2 separate regions of the Sus scrofa genome follow, and region 1 is linked to region 2. A link is a contact called in public Hi-C data. All regions are on one chromosome and are shown on one strand. Each heading gives the region's core, a stretch centred on a gene start, on an enhancer-like site or on the middle of the called end of the contact. The rest is flanking DNA. Distances are from core to core; before and after follow the strand shown.

Region 1 (5,047 bases), core at 415-2,914, 150 kb before region 2:
CAAGAGATTAGAAACAGTTGCATGTGCTGTGCAGCAGGACCTCATTGCTTATCCATTCTGAATGTAATAGTTTGCATCTACCAACCCCAAACACCCCATCCGTTCCTCTCCCTCCTGCCTGCCCCTTGGCAACCACAAGTCTGTTCTCCATGTCCGTGAGTCTGTTTATGTTGTGTAGATAGGTTCGTTTGTGCCACATATTATTTATTTATTTGTTTGTTTATTGTCTTTTTAGGGCTGCACCCTAGGCATATGGAGGTTCCCAGTCTAGGGGTCCAATCGGAGCTGTGGCTGCCTGTCTACACCACAGCCACAGCAACGCAGGATCTGAGCTGAGTCTGCAACCTACACCACAGCTCACGGCAGTGCCAGATCCCTTAACCCACTGCACACGGCCAGGGATCAAACCTGTGTCCTCATGGATACTAGTCAGATTCATTTCTGCTGAGCACAACAGGAACTCCCTGGGCCACATTTTAGATTCCACATACAAGTGCTATCATATGGTATTTGTCTTTCTCTTTCTGACTTACTTTACTTGGTATGAGAATCTCTAGTTGCGTGTTAATAAGCCTTTTTATAGAGCTCTACGAGTTCTGCCCTGGGTTCCTATTTAACCACAGACCATCCCCAGATATTGACAAGAAGCTGAGTTTCCAGGCCAGGGTCTTCCTGGTTTGACAAATGCCCCTTAGAGTCTGGAATCCTCTAGTAGCACTTGCCAGGAGATTGAATTATCTGACCCCACTCCTGTGCGCCACCCCCCCGCCACCGTGACAAATCAGGAGCTGAGGTCATTCCATGAAGAAATAGTTTTTGAGTATTAACCATGTCCCAGGCATGGTGCTATCACTGGATATCCTTTGTCCCCAGGGAGCCTTCAGGCAAGTAACTTAGCCAAAGCTGAAATGGAGCAAGGGGAGGCCAGAGAGGGGATGAAAATGTTCAAGTGCTATTATCCAGAAGGAGATGCATAGTTTTCATTTTTAATCAGACTTACTGATCAGGGTGACGATGGAAGCCAAGATCTTTGACCTAATGTAGAAGCACAGTCATTTTATTTTCTGAACACATAACCTCACAAAGAAATGTCTCCGATTGCAGAATTCATTGGTATAAAAGTCTTATAAAGGTATCACCATTAAATACATTCAGTTAGACTTACTAAATGAGGAGAATAAATGAAAATGTAATAAATGAAAAGAAAATCAGAGGGAAAAATGTCCACTTTTGAAAAAGAATGTATATATATATGTGACTGGGTCACTTTTCTGTACAGTAGAAATTGACAGAACACTGTAGACCAATAATGGAAAAAAATCATTTAAAAAAACCCTCCCCTCCAAAAAAAAAAAACCAACAAAAAAAGAACATCTAGCCAATACAGAGTCAGTTGGATATACATAACTGGCCATATAGGAAGTCCAGTGTTTGACCAGTGTCCCCCCACCCCCGCTCCTGGGGACGTGTGGAATTCCTCTTAGAATATTGGCATACCCCACAAAGCAAAACACGGACTTTGACGCTAGGGAAAAGAGGATGCTTCTGCTCTACACCCCAAATACTCTCTTCAGGCCATTGCCTCTTTTCCACGGAGGCGGCAGGTGCCCATGGAGACCACTAGGTGTCGCTGTGAACCTGGGGAAGTGCAGCCTCACGCTGCAGGCACACATCAGCTTAGTCTGTTTTCAATCAACACGTTGTCAGTTTTTCTCCCCAGGCCCCAGGGGTGTACTAGGAATTTTTATTTCTTGAGAAATCCTGTGATTCAGCTGCCCTTTATTGGCCCTGCGCGAAAGAATGAAGGCTGTGCTTGCTTCACCAGCTCTCCAGGCAGGAGGCTCTCTGGCAAGGCCACCAGCCACCTCTCTATCTCTGCTTCTGCCTTGTTGTCCCCCTCCCTTTTTGCCTCTTCATGTCCCTTCCCTTTTTATCTTTCTCTCCCGCGGCTCAGTGACACTAATGAGCTCCCAGCTGGTCTGTGGGAAGGGCCCCATCCTGGAAGACTTGTCCAAGCCCTGGTGAATTTCAAGGCACCCAAACCAGCTCTGGCATAAACTAGCTTGTAAATTCCATCCTCTCCTTCCCCTTCTGATTCTACCCCCAGCCTAAAGCAGCTCCAAGATTAAGGCAGTGTTGGGGTGGGAGCGACAGGGGACTAAGCCATCTTACTAGGAATTCTGGACCCTAGTCCCGGCATGAAGAGGCCACACCTGCTTTCAAACCCCACCTCCCTCTGCCACTTCCTAGCTGTGAGACCTTTGGGAAGTAACTCACCCTTTCTGAGCCTCAGAGTACCTCCAGCTGCATTACGTTAAATAAAAGTACAAATATAAAGGACCCCATGGTATCTTGCAACATGGCAAGCATTCTATAAATGCAGAGTGATTTTGTTATTTATTATTATTCTATAAATGCAAAGTGATTTTATTATTTATTTGTTAGTACACAGACATATCAGCACACGTTTCTACCAAACAAAGGCGTAGAATTTGGGACCCTCATTTTCTGGAACCTGTGCCAAGATGGTGTGTTAAGGAAACAAAATCCAGGGTTTTTTATTCAGAGACGCCAAACACCGCAGCTGATTCTAACCCTCTGTACTTAAGTCGACAGTGATAAAAGTGTTTTGAGCCCAGGTGGGGCTATATTTGTCAATAGCCATAGCTTGCTTGGCGAAATGCCCTGATCGCTGTCCTGGCACCTTCCAGGAAAAGGCCACCCATGGGTGGACCTGGCCACTCACTCCCACCTCCAGAAGGTTTGGTTCGGCCCTCCTGGTTTCCAGTGACCACACTGCTGCTGTGGGGTTTTGTGGGTGGCCACAAGGTGGAATCCCAACCGTGGATGCCCTGAGGCTGCTCTCTGCAGGGCCTGCGGCCACATACCCAGGACGGCTTGGGGGAACGTGAAAAGAAGGCCGGCTGGTGGGTTAACCAGGCCTTCCTGGACCACTCTGAGGAAGCCAAATGTCAAAAGGAGCCTCTGCTGGCCAACATGCGTAACTGCAGCCTCTTCTCCTTGGGGAGGAGGGGGCTGTTTCTGAGTGACCTAGACCTTGACAGAATGTCTCTGGAAGACACTTGAATACTCATAGCCAAGATGAGTCTGCTTCTGTTGAGCAGCAGACAGGTGGAGAGTGTGAGCAGAATGGAGGAAAGAATAGATTGTGCCTTTTGCACAGCTCAAACCTGTATGCGCTGGGCTTGCAGGATTGCGGAAGGCTCGCGGCTGTTTTAGATCCCAACTCATGCCAGACAGGAGAGGATGCTCTCAGAGCATGTCTGCTGGTCCTGAAGCTGGTATCGATGCTGCACGTATGAGGGTTTGATTTCTGCAGCCTTGAGAAGCCTCGAGCTTTGAGGGAAGAGATATTTGGTCAGAGGATCCATCTGAGGGTTCAGTCATCTGACTTTTCCCCACTGGAACACAATCCAATGGAAAAACTGAGCCCTTGGGCTTAGGCTTGCGGAGGCACACCCAGCTTGGTGTTCTGGCTCTGTGACCTCTGGACACGTTCCCTTGTCTCTCCATCTCTCAGCTGTCCAGACAGTCTTCCAAAGAGTGCTGTAAGGATTTGGAGGTTTTGCAGCTAGTGTGCCCAGCACATGTTAGACACACAGTTGCAATCCTGAGATTTGTACAGACCTAGCTGCTGACTAGGAAGTTGAGGAAGCTCAGCGAGGTCGACCAGCACTCCAGACCACTAGTGGCCTCTTCATGCCAGAGCTTGACAGGGTCTACACCTGAGCAGAGGGCACCTTCTACTGTTTTAAACGTTTGTGAAAGCCTCGTGGATTTCTCACCAAAGCTGGTAAGACTATAACATGGTGCAGTCACTTTGAAAACCAGTGCTGCAGTTTCTCAAGGAGATAAATATAGAATTACCATATGACTCAGCATCTCCACTCCTGGGTATGTACCCCAGAGGAATTAGAATATGTGTCCACACAAGAGCTTGCACATTAACATTCATTGCAGCATTACTCGTAATGGCCCAAAGGTGGAAATAACCCAAATATCCATTAGTAGATAAATAAAATGTAGCATGTAGCATCTGACGTGATAGAACATTATTCAGCCATAGAAAGGAAAAAAGTCCTGATGTCTGTGACAACATAGATGATTGTTGAAAACATGGTAAGGGAAATAAACTAGACACAAAAGGACAAACATGGTATGATTCTACTTAAATGAAATATCCAGAGAGGTGCTCAATCAATGGGTGCTAGGGTTTGGGGATGGAGCATGGCTATTAATGGGCATGGGGCTTATTGGGTGGTGATGAAAGTGTTTTGGAGTCAGATAGTGGTGAGGGTTGCACAGTTCGTGAAGATACTTAAAAATTGCTGGATGTAGTGGTATATGAATTAAATCAAATATCAATACAGTTGTTACCAAAAAAAAAAAAAAGATGTTTTAGCATAGCAGCTGGAGGGTATTCTGACTGTGGGCGAACACAGGAGATGGGCCCAGGGAGTGGAGCTCTTGTAAGCCTCATGTATGAGTCAGATGAACCAGCTTCCCTCCCTCAGCTGTGCCCAGGGCTGGCGGGGTCACAGCAGCTGCAGACAATTTGGGATCACCTGGAAGTACAGGGCTGCTGAGCATGACGAGGGCCCCACGTGGGCAGTGGGTAGGATGCCCTCATCCAAGCACTGGGCCAGCCTCACCTCGCAGGCACCACACAGGAGGAGTGCAAAGCTCATAAGTGTGCTTTGCCTTGGTTTTAAGACTTGCACGGATCATGTTCTCCACACCCCAAATCAGGGCTGATAATTATGGTTTGTACTCATGGGAAGGGTGGGTGATATCATTTTCAGTAAGACTGTCTCCAAAAACCTGATCAGCAGGCTTCAGTTTTCCAGGACACACTCGCCTCCCTGTTTCCCTCTAAGCAGGCAGAGTTCTTAAAAGCACAGACTCTTTTGGGAGTCACAGGCCACAATTTTTTTCGTACAACTGAGGTCTCCTGGTAAAAGGCCTTGAATCAGAACTATGCTTTTATGCTTTTTCTGACTGAGAGCTAATCTAATGCATGGCATGG
Region 2 (4,924 bases), core at 368-2,867:
TTCTTTGGCTTTTGCGATACTGAGTAAAAGTCTGGGGAAAAGATGTATAACTGGCTCACTTTGCTGTACAGCAGAAATTTACACAACATTGCAAATCAACTATACTTTAAAAAAAAAAAAAAAAAAAAAGAGGTGTTCCCGTTGTGGCGCAGCAGAAACGAATCTGACTAGGAACCATGAGGTTGTGGGTTCAATCCCTGACCTTGCTCAGTGGGTTAGGGATCCAGTGTTGCTGTGAGCTGTGGTGTAGGTCACAGACATGGCTTGGATCCCGAGTTGCTGTGGCTCTGGTATAGGCCGGCAGCTACAGTTCCAATCAGACCCCTAGCCTGGGAACCTTCATATGCCGTGGGTGCGGCCCTAAAAAGACAAAAGGCAAAAAAAAAAAAAAAGAGAGAGACAGAGAGTATGGGGAAAGGGAGACCAAATGGCACTGACCTGGCAGAAGAAAAATTGGCTTATCTTCCCCCAAATGAGGGGACCGCTGATATATTTCATATAGAAGTATAGTACCTCCGGAAGGGATGACTCAAATCCATCATAGGGTCGTTCCATAGCAAAAACTACATTCGGGACTTCGTGTTGTGGCTCAGCGGGTTAATAACCCAACATAGTGTCCATGAGGATGTGGGTTTGATCCCTGGCCTTTCTGGTGTCACTGTGGCTATGGTGTAGGTTGCAGCTACAACTCTGATTGGACCCCTAGCCTGGGAACTTCCATATGCTGCAGGTGTGGCCCTAAAACAAAACAAAACAAAACAAAAACCACTACACTCAAATCCCTGGTCGTATCCCCTGAGTGGCATCGTAAACCTAATTTCCTGCTGATGGAACAGGTTTTATACAGTTATTGAATGGATTACTCTTTAATAATTCCTGGGTAAAACCAGAGAGTAAAGACCTACTGGAGCGGGACCTTGGTCCCCACCCCCAGACCCCCTCACTATGATGGTGTTCTTTTAAGAAACCATCAGCTGGTGGGGTTGGGTACCCTGAGATGGCAGCTGGGCTGGGCCCTGAAGTCTCTGCTGCTGAGCAGCAGGGGAAAAGCAATGAGAGCTGAGACCGAGGTAGGTTGCCCGTCTCAGCATCATGGTTGGTCATCACGGATCTTACACTCACTCCTCCCCGGTGTCAAGACCTCCCCTCCCTTAGCCTGCAGGAAGAAGGACTTGGATGAAAGGGGGTGAAGATAGCCACGTGGACTTCCATGAGGTCTGTGAGTGGGGGAGGCCCTCTCCTCTCCCTAGAATAAACACAGAGAAGGCTGAGGAGAAAGTAGGATGCACACAGGTCTAAGCTGAGAGCTGAAAAAGGCATCTTTGAGACTCACAGGCAGTTCAGCCCAGCACACCCAGTGGAAGCCTGGATACAGGCTCATCCACAGTGGTCCCAGCTAGAACGAGATGTGCGTTTGCCTGGAGTGCCCTCCTTGCCACAGGAGAGTAACTACCATGAAACCCAGGGACACCCTTCCATGGAAAGCTGCTTGCTTTGCACAAGCAAGGTCAGGCTGCAACATTCCCTTGACTGTGCACTGGAGCCTTGGGCTGGTGCCACAGTTCCCGAGAACACATCAGCGCAGCTACAAAGCCTATCAATGGGGAAGTGATTCACTCAGCAGAAATCTAAACAAACTAGTTCCTTCTAACTCCCATCACCGCTTTTCCCAAAAGGAGGCGTACAGAGTGGAGGAAAAGAATGCATATCACCACTTCTTCTTTGCAGTAACTAATCTGTGAATTTGTAAAGTGACTAAACCCCGTCTGGGAGATATACTGAACCATGGAAACAGAAACGAAAAGTATGCCTCATCTGCCGACAATGCCTACACTGGAAAGTCTGAAACCAGGAGCTCAAGGGGGTTGAGAGCATCAGATAAAATTACAAAAATTCCTCAGGTGAATTTTGTTGAAAACCTAGTTCTTTATTTTTTTCATTTTTCTTTCATTTTTGCCGAAGCATTGATTTACAATGTTGTGATACTTTCTGCTGTATAACAAAGTGATTCAGTTCCACATACGTACATGGCCATTCTTTTCAAAACCTAGTTCTTTAAAAAAGTACATAATGACATAAAGGGAAAGGCTGAGAGGTAGAAGTGAACAAAAAGTAAAGACCTCTGAATCTACACATGCCCTTGCACACAAACAAATTTACCTCACAAAAGTTAAAAGACAAATCATAAATTAGGGGGAAAAACATCCTGCAACTTATAACACAAGGGGTTACTCTGTTTAATGTACAAAGAGCTTCCACACTGCAATGAGAGAAAGGTAAAGCGTCTAATAGAAAAATGAGCAATTTATTTAAAAAGAAATCTGAATCATCAACAACCAGGGATACAACTCAAACAGCCAAGAGAAGAAATTCTTTCCTGTCAGACTGAAAAAATGAAAAAGAATAACAGTACAGCACAGATAAGGCCATGAGTGGGAATTCTTATACATGCTAGCTAAGTTTGACAATTAAAAATTTTTTTTCCTGCTTTTTAGGGCCACACCCGAGGCTTATGGAGGTTCCCAGGCTAGGGGTTGAATCGCAGCTACAGCTGCTGGCCTACACCACAGCCATAGCAACGTGGGATCTCAGCCATGTCTGCGACCTACACCACAGCTCACAGCAACACTGGATCCTTAACCCACTGGCCAGGGATAGAACCCGCAAGCTCACGGTTCCTAGTCAGATTTGCTTCTGCTGTGCCACAATGGGAACTCCAACAATTTAAATATTTTACATGCATATTCCCCTGTACTAATCAGTTTCACTTATAAGAAAGCATCCTAAATACTCATGATGATGTGGAAAGATTTAGTGGCAGGAAACATTTATTACAATATTGTTAATCATAAATAAAAAAGAAATAATCTAAATGGCTTAAATTGAAGATGTCTTAAAAATTTATTTATTTTTTTTAAATTTATTTTACTTAAGTTTAATCCATTTACAAATGTTGTGTTAGTTTCTGGTGTACAGCAAAGTGATTTGGTTATACATATGTATACATTATTTTTCATATTCTTTTCCATTATGGTTTATTACAGGGTATTGAATATAGTTCTCTGTGCTATATGGTAGGACATTGTTTATCCATTGTATAATTAATAGTGTTTTTTTTTAATTTAAGTGTAGTTGATTTACAATGTTATGTTAATTTCTGCTGTATGGCAAGGTAATTCAGATATATTACCTTGCCATATAGGTAACATATATTTTTTATATTCTTTTCCATTATGGTTTATCACAAGATATTGACTATAGTTCCCTGTGCTATACAGCAGGACCTTATGTTCATTCATTTTATATATAAGAGTTTGCATCTGCTAATCCTAAACTCCCACTCTTTCCCTCTCCCACCTCCCTGGCTTAGCAACCACAAGTCTGTTCTCTGTCTGTGAGTCTGATTTTTGTTTCGTAGATAGGCTCATTTATGCCATATTTTAGACTCCACATCTAAGTGATATCATAAGGTATTTGTCTTTCTCTTTCTGACTTAGTGTGATAATCTCAAGATCTGTCCAAAATGCTGCAAATGGCATAAATTTGTTCTTTTTCGTGGCTGAGTAGTATTCCATTGTATATGTGTATCACATCTTCTTTATCCATTCCTCTGCTGATGGACGTTTAGGTTGCTTCCATGTCTTGGCTATTGTAAATAGTGCTGCAGTGAACACTGGGGTGCATGTATCTTTTTGAATTATGGTTTTATCTGGATAGATGCCCAGGAATGGAACTGCTGGATCATATAGTAATTTTGTTTTTAGTTTTTTAAGGAAGCATATGGAAGTTCCCAGGCTAGGGGTTGAATTGGAGCTGCAGCTGCCAGCCTACAACACAGCCATGGCCACATGGGATCCGAGCCACATCTGCGACCTGCACTGCAGCTCACAGCAATGCCGATCCCTAACCCACTGAGCGAGGCCAGGGATTGAACACACATCCTCATGGATACTAGATGGCTTCATAACCCACTGAGCCACAATAGGAACTCTTGGTTTGTGGACTTTTTAATGATGGTTATTCTGACTGGTGTGAGGTGATACCTCACTGTAATTGCGATTTGCATTTCTCTAATAATTAGCAAGGATGAGCATCTTTTCATGTGCCTATTGGCCATCCGTATTTCTTCTTTGGAGAAATGTCCATTTAAATCTTCTGATCATTTTGAGCATTTAATTATATTACAGTTTAAGAATAACCTTTCACAAGAATACTATGCTGTTTTTAAAAGTGATTATTTAAAAATGTGCTATCTATCCATATTGTTATTATATAGTTCTAATTATGTAATTTTATGTAGTAACCATATCTATATATGTAATTATGGAATGCTAATCCAAGTAAAGTGGCTTGGTTTGGAGAATGGGGATCTAAAAATATATTTTAAAAAATCACAAATCAATAGATACAGCCATGCATCTATTTCAACATATTAACACTTATTTCTAGTCATAACTCTTAATTTCTTATGACAATTCATCTTATTTATGTTGTTTGTTTTCCTTCTGAATTTTTATAAAGATTACTTTATATGCGAGGGGGAAAATACAGTTCAAAAAGACGGAATGCATATATGGGCAAATACCCTTAAGCTGGAAGCATCCTTTTTGCCACTGAGAATTCACAGAGTAAGCAGAAAAAAAATCCTAAGTGGCTCACTTAGAATTAGGGTAGCCATCCTACTTACAATTTATCATCCAAACCAGGACAGTCTTGAGACTTAAAGGGGAAGCTATTAATAATTTTGCATAATCCAGGACTTCCTAGGCATGCTTGGCCTTTTGGTCAGCCTGCTTAGAATGGAAGGTCTGTCAAACCTGTCTCTGAAGATGAGCCAGTCTTGGAGTCTTAAAGGTAAACACAGACACAGTGACTGCCCTTTTATCAGTGCAACTGGGTACAATTTCTAAACATGCTGGCCAGA

Evidence for each region. A called contact is a pair of places that touch in the nucleus more often than the background predicts.
Region 1: a contact with region 2 is called in a Hi-C map of embryonic fibroblasts, with 3 times the contacts expected there. The contact joins two enhancer-like sites. A contact is called at or near these places in 3 of 47 Hi-C or Micro-C datasets (embryonic fibroblasts, skeletal muscle and subcutaneous adipose tissue).

The regions. Positions count from the first base shown.
Region 1 is chr9:105,900,143-105,905,189 of Sscrofa11.1, reverse strand. All of the region lies in intron 2 of ATXN7L1 (ataxin-7-like protein 1), which reads left to right. Among named protein-coding and RNA genes, the nearest start is that of ATXN7L1, 23 kb to the left of the region's middle. Within about 2 kb of position 1,664, at least 16 of the 83 cell types and tissues checked have an H3K27ac peak or open chromatin away from gene starts, as enhancers often do. A contact at or near this core is called in embryonic fibroblasts, where this site is marked.
Region 2 is chr9:105,749,779-105,754,702 of Sscrofa11.1, reverse strand. The region is part of intron 5 of ATXN7L1 (ataxin-7-like protein 1); the gene reads left to right. The region is part of intron 1 of LOC110255499 (a long non-coding RNA gene); the gene reads right to left. Among named protein-coding and RNA genes, the nearest start is that of CDHR3, 70 kb to the left of the region's middle. Within about 2 kb of position 1,617, at least 20 of the 83 cell types and tissues checked have an H3K27ac peak or open chromatin away from gene starts, as enhancers often do. A contact at or near this core is called in embryonic fibroblasts, where this site is marked.